2 separate regions of the Mus musculus genome follow, and region 1 is linked to region 2. Evidence: chromatin contacts called from public promoter capture Hi-C data. All regions are on one chromosome and are shown on one strand. Each heading gives the region's core, a stretch centred on a gene start, on an enhancer-like site or on the middle of the called end of the contact. The rest is flanking DNA. Distances are from core to core; before and after follow the strand shown. Region 1 holds the start of St7 (suppression of tumorigenicity 7). Region 2 overlaps Mdfic (MyoD family inhibitor domain containing).

What was found. Promoter capture Hi-C pulls out the DNA fragments that hold promoters and counts their contacts.
Region 1: a contact with region 2 is called in a promoter capture Hi-C map of liver, with 2.8 times the contacts expected there. The contact joins the promoter of St7 here to the enhancer-like site in region 2. A contact is called at or near these places in 2 of 39 promoter capture datasets (both in liver) and 1 of 9 other capture datasets (adipose tissue).

The regions. Positions count from the first base shown.
Region 1 is chr6:17,692,409-17,695,453 of GRCm38.p6, reverse strand. St7 (suppression of tumorigenicity 7) reads right to left here and starts at 1,460. Exons shown (of 16, transcript NM_001289624.1): 1 at 1,092-1,460. The coding sequence starts at 1,242.
Region 2 is chr6:15,729,432-15,732,495 of GRCm38.p6, reverse strand. The region is part of intron 2 of Mdfic (MyoD family inhibitor domain containing); the gene reads right to left. Among named protein-coding and RNA genes, the nearest start is that of Mdfic, 10 kb to the right of the region's middle. Within about 2 kb of position 1,700, at least 95 of the 459 cell types and tissues checked have an H3K27ac peak or open chromatin away from gene starts, as enhancers often do. A contact at or near this core is called in adipose tissue and liver, where this site is marked.

The sequences.
Region 1 (3,045 bases), core at 211-2,710, 2.0 Mb before region 2:
GATCTTCGGAATAATCAGAGCCAAACAGCTTAGCATCCTCTACATTAGGATGAGCTGATTCTATGTGCAGAATTCTGTCTGCCTCCCAAAAAGACCATCCAAAGGATACTATGAAACAAACATAGTCAGCAACAGGTTCACATTAAAGGAGGTTTATAATGTTAAACAAAATGAGTACATTGTGGCAAGCATCTAAAAGGGTCCACTTCCCACTGGTCCTCCATTTCCAGTTATGGTCATGGGAAATTCATTTCCAACCTTGGTATTGTAGACAATGCAAATTAAAATAACAGAAGACAGATATATGTGAATGTGTATCTATGTCTGTAAATAAGTCAGAACTGTAAAGACTTCCCAGCGTAGTGTGCAATAAAATTTGCAGACTCAAAGGGCTGTAAGCCTTCCTTCAACGTGCATTTTGTTTCTGAATTGTCTCTGGGGTGTCCTTAGCCTAAGTTTGCCCTCCTTGGTTTTTAACATCTGGGGTGGCCTGCTGCAAGTTTATCAGGACCACAGTCACCACATACATGCACACTTGTTTAGCCCCGCGCGCTTTAGAGAGGGCTCAGCCGAGAACAGGACAACTTCAGCTGGGGACGTCAGACATTCCAGATTCCCCGCGCGCGGTCCGCGTGTCCCCTCGACATTCCGTTGGGTGACCTGACACGTCATCCACGCTCCTAGAGGGACCTACGGACATGCCCTCCCCGTCCACACCACAGCGACACCCTCCGGGACAAGGCTCTCTCTCCACTCGCGCGCGCCCTCGGCCCGAGCCATGCGTGGGCCCTGGCGGCGCAGCCGGGAGCAGGACATGCCTCCTCGGCGCGGTTCGGACGCTCGAGCGCCGGCGAGACTCGCGAGCTCCCGGGGCTCGGCGGGGACCCGCGGGGACGGAAGGGGACACTCCGCGCGCGGGGGTGGGGGTGGGACTCGCGAAGGCCGCGGGGCTGCGGCGGCCACCTGAGGCGGCGCGTCCCGGAGCGCGCGTCCCCGCCGGCCGCGACCCCGCCGCGCGACTTTGCACTAACTTTCCCGGGGCGGGGGAGGGGCGGCCGAGCGGAGCCGGGCCGGGCCGGGCCGGGCCTGACCTGTGCTCAGGTTGTCGTTGATCCTCAGGGGCACCCTCAGGATGTAGACCAGGAAGAGCACGAGGAAGAACCACACGGTCCACAGATAGGTCCACGACCACACGATGCAGGACTTGAGCTGCTCCAGGAAGCCCGCGCCCGCCTCGGCCATCTTCCGGCGCTGCTACGGGCCGCCGCGGCGCTCGCTGTCGGCCGGGATGATTCACCCGCCCGAGGCACGGCTCGAGCCGCCGCCGCCGCCAGGGCCCGGCGTCCCCGGAGCTCGCCCGGCGCCCGGATGCGGCGGGAAAGCGCGCGGCCTGCGCTCCGAGCCCCCGCCGGTGGCCTTCGTGGAGCGGTCACGTGGGCCCGGTCCCTGCACTCTCCCGGGCCATTTATACTTCTTGTACTAGTATTTTAGGAGGACAGCCCGGGCGCCGCCGAGGGACCCACTGACGTAACAGCTCGCGGGTGTAGAGCGCTTCCGAGAGCCGGGCGTGCTCCACACACTTTGTAATGTCTGGGGGGGGAGCCTGCAACAGTTGCCAGGTCCTGGGGTGATAGACGGAGGGAAACTGAGGCCCAAAGCGTTCCTAGGTCTACCTTAAAGTGGAGTCAGAATTCGGTTGCAATCAAGATTTCCAGGACGTAAACAAGGTTTCCAGGAGTCTTAAAGCTGTGTCTCCCAGGACTGGGGCTTAAAGGTATCAATGAAATCCAGACGAGCTAGAAGAGATGCACTCCTGCTCATTAGGCCTGAAGAGAAATTTTGGTTCCCTTTGTACTAGCTTCTGCTATTTGTTTTGTTTTTCCCAAACAGCACGGTGAAGGGTTTTCCAGAGAAACTGACAACATACGTATTTCTTTTTCTTCCTATTTTCCAAGTGATCGCCATTCAAACAAGTCTTTACTCGTTTTGTTTTTGTTTTTAACATATAAGCAATTCCCTAGTTTAACTTTGGCGTACTTCATCAGAACCTAATGAAAAATGAATAAAAATAAAACCACATTATGAACATTTTCCCACGGTTAAATAAAATAGTATATTTTACACAAGGCTTTAGGTGCTAGCTCCGAGTCTGTTTCTTGACTTTTAATGTATTCAATGTTAAATGAAGCAAACGCAGACTTTCCCAACTATAACCAAGACATTAAAATTCATCACTGAACAGCTTACCTTATTATAATTTTTATATTGCTCATGATTAAGCTCAGAATGCATTACCTCAAAATGGGACACCTTGTGCTGGCGTGCTGGCTGCCTTGAATGGAAGGGAATTGGAAAGGCCTCAGAAGCAAGGTGTCTCTGAGCTCCTGTCCTTTTTTCATACCTTGTGTGTCCCCCAAAGCAAAGCCAGTTCCCGGAAACCAAAATTCCCCTACTTCAAGGTGCATTGTAGAAATCAGAATGCATCTCCCTCAGACTAAACTATAAAACATGGAAAGCTCGATCTTTTCTCCCTTCCCCCTCCTCCTTTGAAGCCCCTCATTCCAGGACACTCTACCTCAAAAACCTCCAGAAGAAAGAATGTTAGGGAGAGGCCAAGAATGTGGACATGCCGGCTTTGCGAGACCTTTCCCCTCAGCCTGTCACCTTCACGTTATTACCTGAACGAAAAGAGGTTTCTCAAATTCTTTCAGGCTTCATTTATCATGCTTTTTCTTTTGCATCCTGATATATGGGAGTGTTGGCTGCGGCCCTTACAGTGGGTGTGGAGAGGTGTTACACCTTTCTGCTCCTACAAGGACTTGTAGTTTCTTCCATAGTAAAACAGGCTGAGTTAATTTGTAGATGTGGGGCCTGTTTGTGACAGTTCCAGGTGGCAAACTCAATTGCACTAAGGAGTGGTTTGGGGATTGCCTGCGAGGGTCTTTCCAGAAGAGACTGAGAAGTGAGTGTGAGCACATTTGATGGGGAATGTTCACCTTCAGTGTGTGTGAGTACCATTCAAGAACCTGGAGACCATAGAACTAG
Region 2 (3,064 bases), core at 451-2,950:
GGAAGCCTAATGACCTTTACAGAACAACGCAAATCTAACTTTCTTTGTCTTTCCTTCCCAGCGGATTACAATCTCCTTTTCTAAAAAGCATGTAAGATCATATAAATAACCATGGTAACACACACTGGTAGACAAACAGGCATATAGATAAACGTTCATGATTTTATAAATAGAAAAAAGCATATAATCACAGATAAATTATGTGTTTGTGGATTGAATTGAATGCGTAAATCAATTCAGTTAAGTCATTGTTACCTGCGTTATGATGAGACTTTTCAGCAAGCTCTGAAATGAATTCCTTCAAGAGGAAGGTCTGATTGGATTCAAAATGAAAAAAAAAAAAAAAAACAAAAACAAAAAATAAACAAAGCAACTATAAATGGACCAGCTTATCTATTGAGGGAGCCAAAGGAAAATGTGCATAAGCAAAACGGAAATATTTACAAAAATAGAAGTACGTGATTGAGTATGAACATTAAGAAAGGTATAAAATGCATTGGTGGTTTAAAATACGTGGTAGTAAATCAGAGAGGGAGAGAAGGATAGTACACTGTCCATGTTTAAAAGAGGCGAGAGTGGGGAAAGGGCTGGGGGGTAGGAGGATTAGAAAGAAATTTGGGAAGGGAAAGACAACATCTTAATCTCTAGTACCTTTACGCTCCTAAGCTGGTGAATGTACTTTTAAGTCACCTGATCCTGAGTCTTGGAATTCTCAAGTTTAGCAATATTTTCTCAACCAGGAACACTCACCCTATAGCCAAACATTCAAAGATTCATGGAATGTAGCATTCTTGTCTTAGCAGCTTCCAGAATTACTCGTGACAGGAACTCAGACGAAAACATCCAATACTCACCATCCCCCAAGAACTGGCAAGAGAGCCAGACGTTGGTCCTTCAGGAGAAAGGAATGTGCTAGAGCAGAAGAAGAGCAAAGCTACAGCTACGATCACTTCTATTCCAAGAGCTCCACCATGCCGAGCTGACATCGCTACTCACATCACTTTGATTGGTTTGCTTTAGTTTTTTTTTTTTTTTTTTTTACAAAGTTGACAAGCAAACAGATCTACATAAATGTTTATCCTTGCCTTATGTGACTGCCATGTCTTTTAAAACGTCTCCTTTTCTCTCTCCCCTGTGATAACTACCTCAATTCATTCTCTGGATTTGCACTCTAGTTGACTTTGTGGACACAGTGGTCTTACTTAAGCTTACCTAGAAGATTGAATGTTGGGAAAGCATTCTCTGTTACTGACTGCTGAAATCCACACACGGTGTCCACGGTAGCTTCCTTACTTAGCTGTCTCTGAACACCATGTAGAATGAACTTGACCTCTTCCACCTTCCCCTATGCCAGAAGGATGATGTCCTCATCTTTAATCTTGTCTAGCTCCCCTTTCTTTTCTTTACCTCTTCCTTCTAAAATTATTAGTGTGTAGTGCTCAGACTCCATCGTGGGTTTAGGTGTGACATTTTTGTTCACGCACATAATGTACTTTAGAAGCCCTCTTTCAGTGGTCTCAGCCTTAAACACTTTTCTGTTAGCTCTCAGTGATTTGATCAGGACTAAATTCCTTTTCTGGTTCTCTGGCCAAGCAATGAACCCTTATTTGGCACTTTTACAAGAATGAAGGGCACCGGGACTCAATAATGAGCCAAGGGGGTTGTTTAATCTGTAACAGCATTGCAAAGCTCAAGACTCTGACTTTGAAGTAAATAAAAAAAGAGGAGCAGAGCAGGCCATTACAAGTTGTGGTAAGGACACAAACAGAATAATGATGTATGAGTTAAAATTATACTGACATTGATTTCTTACACTGCCGAATGATTGATAAGAGATTTGATTTAAAGCCAGAATGTAGAGCCTCTCCTAGTTCTCATCCCCTAACTCAGCTTTGGGACACTCTCAGCCCTACCTCTGGGATGCGACATTTGTTCAATTCTCCTTTAAGCCCACCATCCCAGTGTGATGTAGCTCTACCATCTCTGTCATCTCTTTCCCTTTCACCCATTCTGCAGCTGCAGGATGACTCTGAACAGCTCCCTTATCTTAGATATCCTGACAGGCCTAACATCCTTACAAAGGAAATACAGTGATTTCCCAAGTCCCTCACAGTCTTCGGTGCTTCCTGCCTATTTCCCTACTGAAGTCCACATCTTGGGCAACAGTAGAAACAGAACCATGTGTAACTTTTATTTTCCAGTTTTCCTTGTGTCTTAAACATTAATCAGTTACCATTTCTGCTCATTAGGAGAGCCCTCCCACCTTCTTATAAATCTTCATTCACGGACAGACTGCCTATCTGTTTCCTTCCCAAGGAGTACTTTCCTTTCAGAAAAACTCAACACAGTGTTCTTTAGATCAAGAATTACCCAGAAACTGTATTTTCTGTTCTCAGATTATGCTATTTGGTTTTATATGTTTCATGTGAAAATTATATTAAACACTTGTTTGCTAAGCAAACAAACAAAAAGAAATGCTTTTCACATTGTACTCTGGCCAAGAGCTCCTTTGCTGTATTCCTGTGCTTGATAATTTATCTTACTTCTTACTGAAAAGTGATATGAAACCTTTCAGAAAAAAAGGACTTACTAAGGATTGTGCTTATAACTTGAGTAAAATAAGAAACCAGGTTTATATTCATAAACGCCCTAAAGGTCAGAAGCTGCCCCATCATGAAACATGAGGAGAGCTATGCTTTGGGGAAAGAAGGCAGAGCTGGCTCCTGATCCTCTGCCACCTGACTCGTGGTGGCACACACCTTTAATCCCAGCACTCGGGAGGCAGAGGCAGGCGGATTTCTGAGTTCGAGGCCAGCCTGGTCTACAAAGTGAGTTCCAGGACAGCCAGGGCTATACAAAGAAACCCTGTCTCGAAAAACAAAAACAGAGTTTCTGACACCTGCTCTATCATGAGTTAACCTCATTTTGAGTGTCAACGCTGCACAAATTCAAACCAACATAAAGGAGTAAAGAAATAAAGCTTAAGATCTGTGGTCATGCATTCTTCAACTGATGTCACCAGCAACACAAGCCCAACAAAACCAAACTCCTCCTATCACCCTAA